2 separate regions of the Sus scrofa genome follow, and region 2 is linked to region 1. The links are chromatin contacts, called in public promoter capture Hi-C maps. All regions are on one chromosome and are shown on one strand. Each heading gives the region's core, a stretch centred on a gene start, on an enhancer-like site or on the middle of the called end of the contact. The rest is flanking DNA. Distances are from core to core; before and after follow the strand shown.

Evidence for each region. Promoter capture Hi-C pulls out the DNA fragments that hold promoters and counts their contacts.
Region 2: a promoter capture Hi-C map of liver shows a contact between it and region 1, with 2.8 times the contacts expected there. The contact joins the promoter of LAT2 here to the enhancer-like site in region 1. A contact is called at or near these places in 3 of 5 promoter capture datasets (fetal skeletal muscle, liver and skeletal muscle), 14 of 47 Hi-C or Micro-C datasets (alveolar macrophages, embryonic fibroblasts, epiblast stem cells and 9 more) and 1 of 2 datasets of contacts at active chromatin or transcription factors (skeletal muscle).

What each region holds. Positions count from the first base shown.
Region 1 is chr3:11,070,758-11,074,501 of Sscrofa11.1, reverse strand. The region is part of intron 2 of TMEM270 (Williams-Beuren syndrome chromosomal region 28 protein); the gene reads right to left. Among named protein-coding and RNA genes, the nearest start is that of TMEM270, 13 kb to the right of the region's middle. Within about 2 kb of position 1,566, at least 5 of the 83 cell types and tissues checked have an H3K27ac peak or open chromatin away from gene starts, as enhancers often do. A contact at or near this core is called in liver, where this site is marked.
Region 2 is chr3:11,351,771-11,355,514 of Sscrofa11.1, reverse strand. It overlaps LAT2 (linker for activation of T-cells family member 2), which reads right to left and starts at 1,642. Exons shown (of 13, transcript NM_001243411.1): 1 at 1,365-1,642.

The DNA.
Region 1 (3,744 bases), core at 317-2,816:
ACTGCTGTGGCGAGGGTTAGATCCCTGGCCCAGGAACATCTGCATGCTGTGGGCGTGGCCAAAAAAAAAGGTGGTGAGAGGTCCAAGATGGTACCCTCCTTGCAAGCTAACCAGTCAGCCTGTAAGAGCATCTTGGATGCTGGTAGAAGGCGCAAGACTCCTGGGTCAGAGATGATGGACAATGCATTACAGCACTAGCAGTAAACTAGGGTATAAGTATTTTGCATTGGTCTTTTGAGTCCCAGATCCCACAGGGTGACATAAAAAGGGGCAGAGGGTACCTGTACCCGAAGTGGGTATATTGTGGAAGAGAAACCCTGAGCTTAGGGAACCCAAATCTTTTCTGATGGGCAGTAAGCAAGCCTGCCTCTGCTCCCGAGAGAGACGTTATCATGCTGGACCATGCCTGTGCTTTGCACGAGGAGAAGTTATACCTTCCAAGTATAACTGGATCCTAGAAAGATCACCCAAAATGAAGAGCCATCAAGTCCTGTGAATAAACTCAGGACACCTGTGGGGAATTGTTTCCCAACAGAGGAGTGAAGGAAGAAAGGTGAGGTGAGGCAGAAGTCAGGGATACACCTCAGAAGTCTTGAGCCAAGGGTGGGTGGAGGTGCTGCCCACAGAGGTGGGGGATGGAGGAGGAGCAGGTTTGGGGAAAAATCCGATTGCTGGGAGTGGGATGGCGGAGGCTGAAACCAGAATTTGCAATTTGTTTTCCATCCTCTCTCTCCTCTTTGGCTTGCCCCCCACCACGGCCCCTCTTAAAAGGAAACAACAGGCCCACAATGGAGTCACTTGTGCTAAGCTCCACCTGGACTTCATATTTAACCTAATTGTAATTTCAGCCTCTTGGGCATAGGATTTTAAGCCAATCCACCAGGAATTTCCTGGTCAGCACTTGCAAAGTAATCTAAGACCCCTGCCTTCCTTTAAGGGCAGGTGACCTGAAATAACCCAGCCTCTTCATTTCTTTGTCCCACCCTCCTTCTGCCTAGGAAAGCCTGCCTCTTTGTACAGCTCCTCGGGGCACCTTTCTCCTTGCTGGCCGGGAGGCTGACTGTGATCAGTGGTTGAATAAAGTAAATCAGATCTCCAAACATACGCAGTTGAATTGGGGTTTTTAACAGATGTGGTGGCTGTGGTAGGACCCAGAGTGAAATTCTGATGGTTTTCAGGGACAATGGGAAAAACAGGTATGGTACCTCGAACCCCTTTTTGGGTTCAGTCTTTCTGTTCATTTCTGAGCCCCAGGGTAAGTTCCTTGTGGTTGTGGGCCCTGCTCTCTTTGCATCAAGCTCCCGGTCTAATTGGCTTTCCAGTCTGTTCCCCCATTTGTTTAGAAATCCCAGCCCTTGATTCTCTCCCCAGATTCCATGTTGGGAAACTGCTGGTGGTTTCGTCTGCAGTTTCCCATTTGTCAGGAATCCTCCCCCAAATTCCACCTTGGCAACTGCTATGGCCACTGTAGTTTCCCATTTGTTTGGAAGCAGTCTGCTGTCTTCATTTGCTGAGGTCTGCTGGTTCCATGCTTTTCCCCAGTCCAAAGTTCCATGGGGATTGTTGGTGGTTACCAGCTGGAGTCGGACTGAGTCCAACTTGAGCCGGACTGGGTCCATAAAGGCTAACAGGGACCTCAGACGCCAAAAAGCTGCAAAAATTGGTAGGTCCTGTGCAAACACTGGAGACATCCAATCCAACTGTCTCGGAAAAGAAGAGCAGACGTCAAAACACGGGATCAAGATTTTCTACTTTAACTAAACATGAAACTCTTTCTTCTTCCCTTTCTTTCCTTTCCTCTGGCCTAGGTCTGGAAAGATGATGCCTTCAGCTCTGTCTCTCAGGCCATTGCTGAGGAAAGAAGCTCTGGAATTTAGAACAGATTCTCACGCCATATGCACTAAAAACCTGACTGACCCGTGGCTTAGAAGTAAATACAAATGCGAATTTGATCAGAAACCTCTCGAAACACTGTAGATTCCGTTGCTAAGACACTAGCTACTCAGGAAAGCTCCTTAGACTCTGGCCAAAGTTGTTCTTGATAACAGGATTATCTTGTGGCTGAGCAGGTCTGTGGCCAACCCCACCTGCTGCATGCACCGGGAGTGAACACTTCTGGGGAAGCCGAAACTCAGTTTCATAAGGTCACTGAGCAAAGCATTTGGCTTGGAAAGGTGACTCCTCCAATGGGGTCTCTTTGACTTAATTGGATTTTGATTAGTTTGGATCCTGGGGACCCACGGCTTCTGAGGACACATGTTTGACAGTGAAAATTGTCCTGCTTATAGTTATAATTGTATGCCTGGTGCATTGCATTTTCTCAAAAGCTTTAAATGCTTGTTCACAGCCACTAATCACCCAGCAAATCTCCCTGAGGCTGGACTTCAAAAACGGAACAAAGCAAATGATCCAGTAAAAAAAAAACTGTGTGCCTGGAGGTGTGACCTGTGAATACCACACCGACTCAGCAAAAAAGCAAAAAAGCAGCATCAACAAATGCTGTGAGAACTACAGAGCAGCAAAGTGAGGGGTAGTCGTGTCTTCAGTTCTGATCACATCTCTCAGTTGAGAGTTTGATCAAAGGGGGAGAATTGCTAAAAAGGAACAACAGGCCCCAAATGGAGTCACCTGCGCTAAGCCCCACCAAGACTTAATACCTAACTTAATTGCAATTTCAGACTCTCAGGAGGGCAGTTTTAAACCAATCAGTCTGAGAACATTGTAAATCAACTGGAATAAACAATTTTTTTAAGGTCACCAGCAAGCATCTATTTTATTTTATTTTTTTTTAAGCATTCCTGTTGTGGCTCAGCAGGTTAAGAACCCAACTACCATCCATGAAGATGAAGATGCAGGTTCCACCTCTGGCCTTGCTCAGTGGGTTAAGGGATCCCGTGGCGTTGGTGGGCAGCTGCAGCTGCGATTCACCCCCTAGCCTGGGAACTTCCATATGCTGCAGGTGCAGCCCTAAAAAGAAAACAAAACAAAACAGGTGGGAGCTAGAAATGGCACACTGCCCCCTTCCCCTGCAGGGCTGACCCTCAGGGTACCTCTCAAGCTCCATTAGGCCCAGGTCCCAGGCTCGGCTCTGATTCACCAGTGTGCTCTTCTTGGTCCCCTAAGCTAGAGGCCTCTCTGGCTCTGTGGCTGCCAGACCGCAGAATGGAGGGACACGCAGAGTGCTGGAAATCTGGTAACAGGCGAGGCCTCCCTGGAAAGTGAAATCAACCCAGGGGCTCCCCCAACCTAGCTCAGGGAATAGCAGCCCAAGCCATGCAGTGCAGGCCCAGGGGCCAGAACCCCCAGAGTCATCCCATCTCCTTCCTTCCTGACCTTCAGAGGTGGGCTGAAGGTCAGGACCACTGTGAATCTTGTTCGCTACTGTGCCCCGTGCCTGGAACAGTGCATGGTGCATAGCAGGAGCTGCCTAAATATTTGTTGAATTAATAAGTGATTGAGAAAGGCCTGAGATCCCTGTCAGGCTGTACATAAGGGCAGCAGGAGCTGCCGCAGAAGAACCCCCAACCTGGGTCCCTCAGTAAGAAACCCTCTACTCCTCTCTCATTCCTACTCAACACATAGGTTCAAGGCCATCCATGCGCTATGTAGACTCGGCCAATGCACCCCGCCCACAAGAAGGACCAGGTGCGATAACCCGGTTGGTTATCCGCCGCCGCCGCCTTGCCTAACGCCAGAGGGCACCATTCCCCAGTTTTGGCCCCTCTGCAGGGATTCTCCTCCCCA
Region 2 (3,744 bases), core at 393-2,892, 280 kb before region 1:
CCGAGGGAGGAGAGGGAAGCCCAGAGAGGTGAGTACTCCTTCTGAGGTCACACAGCTGAGCGGTCAGAGCCGGCATCCGCTCCCAGGGTGGGCTGACGCCCGGGCCTACACTCTGCTACGTGAATCCTTCCTTACAGGACGTTTTAAAGATGTACACAATATTTTTTAAAAGACACTCGTTTGAGGAAAACCTCTGTGGCTGCCCCCCAGACGGAATCAATCTGTTCGCTTTCCTCCTTTCCCATCCAGGTCTGAGAGCAGGTGGGCGGGGGACAGGGAGGCGGAGGGGCTGGGCCCCAGCAGAGCCAGGCCTCGCAGCCGCAGGAGGGCCCCTAGGGGCCGGCAGGGCTGGGTGGGGTGGGGAGGGGAGGCCCTCAGCCCGTGGCCTGCGGGGCCAAAATAGCAGAAAGGGAAGTGGGCAGTTTTCATATGAACAAGGTTTGCAACAAGCCGATGGCGGAAAAGCTCTCGGGGCTGGGCTGAGCGAGCCTCAGCACCCACCTCCCGTCCCCAAGGCGCCTTGGTGGCCCTCCTGCCCGGCCTCCCAGCCCTCCTCATGCTGGAGAAGGGGAACCTGGGACCCCTAGGGCCGAAGGGCAGGCTCTGGGGGCTAAGCGGGGAGCCAGAGGTCCGGCCCAAGCCCTGAGAAGGCTTTATCCGCGGGGCTCTGCTCCATTTTCCCAAATGACCTTGGCCTTCCGATGAGGCCAGGAGGACTCCAATGGAGGCTCTTTACGCTCCAGCGGCAGGTGCAGGGGCCCGGACGGCAGCCCTTGTTCTGGGGCAGGGGTGGGGGATGGTGAACAGAGCGGCCACCACGAGCAGCCCAGGGCCTGTAGTTCCTCCAGCCGCACAGGAGCGAGCTGGCTGGGGCTCGGGACGGCCGGGACAGCCGCTTCTCCCTGGCCCAGGGCAGGACCTGGGCCTGCCCGTCTGTAGCGTCTCACCCGACCTCCCATAGCCCTGTGGCAGGGCAGCTCCAGTCCCATTATACAGATGAAGAAACTCAGGCTCACAGGCCTGCCCCGGGGAGCGGCTGCCCTGGGGCTCCCCAGGGCTGTGCGGGCTGGGCTGGGGAAAATGGGGGCAGGAGAGTAGCCGGAGCCCCAGAAATAGCTGCACCTCTAGTGCTGCAGGGTCTGGGGTGAGGGCCCCCTAGCCAGGGGTGCCAGGACAGTGCCGGGGCCAAGGCAGGGGGTGCCGGGCGGCCTGGCTTCTTCCCAGCCCCCACCCCCACCCCCAGCCGGCAGCCAAGTGCTCCTGCTCGGCCAGCGAGGCCACTCCCATCCCCTGTGGGGTGTCTGGGGACAGCTCAGGACCCCTGCCTTGGGGCCAGGCTCCAGGCACCCCTGGGAAAGGCTTACCTGAGAGCAGGCGCTCCTCACTGCGGCCACCTCATCCTGAGCCCACACACCTGCCCGAGCCGATGCCAACGCCACAGACACTGGCGGGCAGCAGGCAAGGCGGCGGGCTTCCTGTCAGCCACTGAATCATCCCTCACACATCCGCTGCTCTGCCGGACAGGCTCGGCTCTCACAGAGGCAGAGACAGAGAGAGACAGAGACAGAGACCAAGACGGAGGCGGAGACAGAGAGAGACAGAGAACAAGACGGAGGCAGTCAGGCAGAGAGAGAGACGTGCACGGACACACACACAACACACACTAAATACACACACACAACCACAACACACACAGGCCTCACAGAGGGGAAGAGACAGAGGGGGACAGGGAGAAAGAGCATGAAATAGGGCTGCTTGCATATCACGCACAGGCAGGGACAAAGAGTGGGAAGACACGGAGAGAGACACGCTGAAAACACAGAAACACAGAAATACACGTCCACACCCATACCCATGGGACATGGGTGGATGGGCGCAGAGAGATGCAAGCCAGGCCAGACATGACAAAGAGCCAGGAGTTCCCGTCGTGGCTCAGTGGTTAACGAATCTGACTAGGAACCGCGGGGTTGCGGGTTCAATCCCTGGCCTCGCTCAGTGGGTTAAGGATCCCGCGTTGCTGTGGCTGTGGTGTCGGCTGGCGGCTCCAGCTCCAGTTGGACCTCTAGTCTGGAAACCTCCATATGCCACCGGTGAGGCCCTAGAAAAGGTAAAAAACAAAAAACAAAAACAATAATAATAATAACAAAGAGCCAGAGGAGTTCCCATTGTGGCTCAAGGGGTTAAGAACCCAACTAGTATCCAAGAGGATGCAGGTTCAAACCCTGGCCCCTCTCAGGGGGTTAATGTTCCAGCGTTACCACAAGCTGTGGTGTAGGCTGCAGATGTGGCTCAGATCCGGCGTTGCTGTGGCTGTGGTGCAGGCCGGCAGCTGCAGCTCCAGCTGGCCCCTGGCCTGGGAACTTCCACATGCCGTGGGTGCGGCCCTCTAGAGAAAAAACAGCCAGAGACAAAGAGAGATGGATGGAGAGGCCACTGAGGTGAAGAGACAACGCTGGAGGATAGAAGGAAGGACAATCCCGGCTCCTCCTTCAGTCCCAGGAGCCTTCTCACCCCCATTTTCCAGATGAGGCTCGTGGAGGCGTGGAGCTGGCCCCAGGCAGGCGGCAGGCCCGGGCCGGGGTGGGGGGAAAGCAGGGCAGTTAGGACCCAGCCCCCAGGCTCTCCACCTGCTGCCCAGCCCCTGGGCACTTCCTTCAGAGGTGAGAACGGTGCTGAGAGGTGGGTGCCCCACACGCAGCACACATTCTCCAGGGCCTCCTGTTATGTGTCACTAAACACCTTGTCCAAGGCCACTGAACTCTTAGTGGCACGCCACCCCATGAGGGTCTCCCAACCCCCACCTGCCTGGCATCTCAGAGCCTGGGCTCCCGAGCTCTGGGGCCCGTCTTGGCTGGGGCGGGGCTTTCAGCCCCAGCCTGGGGTGGCCCGGACGTCCCAGACCAGGCCAGGCAGTCCAGCCGCAGTGGAAGTGCCCCCAGGAGGCCCTGCCAGAACCGAAACAGAAACACAGGGGCTGGGCGCCCTCTGCTGCCACCCTGTGGGAGAGAAGGGTAGCGCAGGGACCCGAGATCCCTGGGCAGAGTGCCAGAAGTTGTCTCCACGGCAAACTGTGACACAAGGACTAAAGCCAACCTTATCTGAATTGCAGAGCTGCACCTGTGACGCACGCTGCCTCCCTCGTTCCACATGGGGCAGTGCAACGTGTAAGGCCCACGGCAACACTTTCCAGGGACACCTTGGCAAGGGCATAGACTAAGAATCCTAGAGGTAAGCTGGTTGTGAACACAGAGTCCAAAGCCTGTTGTCTCTTCACCACCCATGAGTTCAGGTCCTGGCTGGGACCACCTGCCTGGACCCTCCTCACCCACGAGGACGAGCCAGAGTGGGTCTCCAGCCGCTTCTCAGCTACGCGCCTGCCTGGGGTTTCCTGCCCGTGGAGACACAGAAACTCCAGGGTCTGGTGGGAACGGAGCTCTCATCCACATGCCAGCTTCTGTCATGGGCCTTTCTTAGCGACGGCAGGTGTTGAAGTGACCACCAACCACGGGCAAAGACTCAGGTGCATCCACAGCAGCACTGAGGAAACCTCCTGGACCCTCCTGGAGCTCGTCTTCTATCCACAGAAACAGGCCCGTCAACCTTTTGGACCTGAGTGGAAGGATGACCCTGCTCCCTTGCAGGGCAATTCTCAAATCTCTCCCAGTTCTATTCTACTTATAGGCCATTCAGCCGTGAGTTAGAAAATAAGCTTTAAAAAACTAGACATTTCATGTCCAGCTGTGT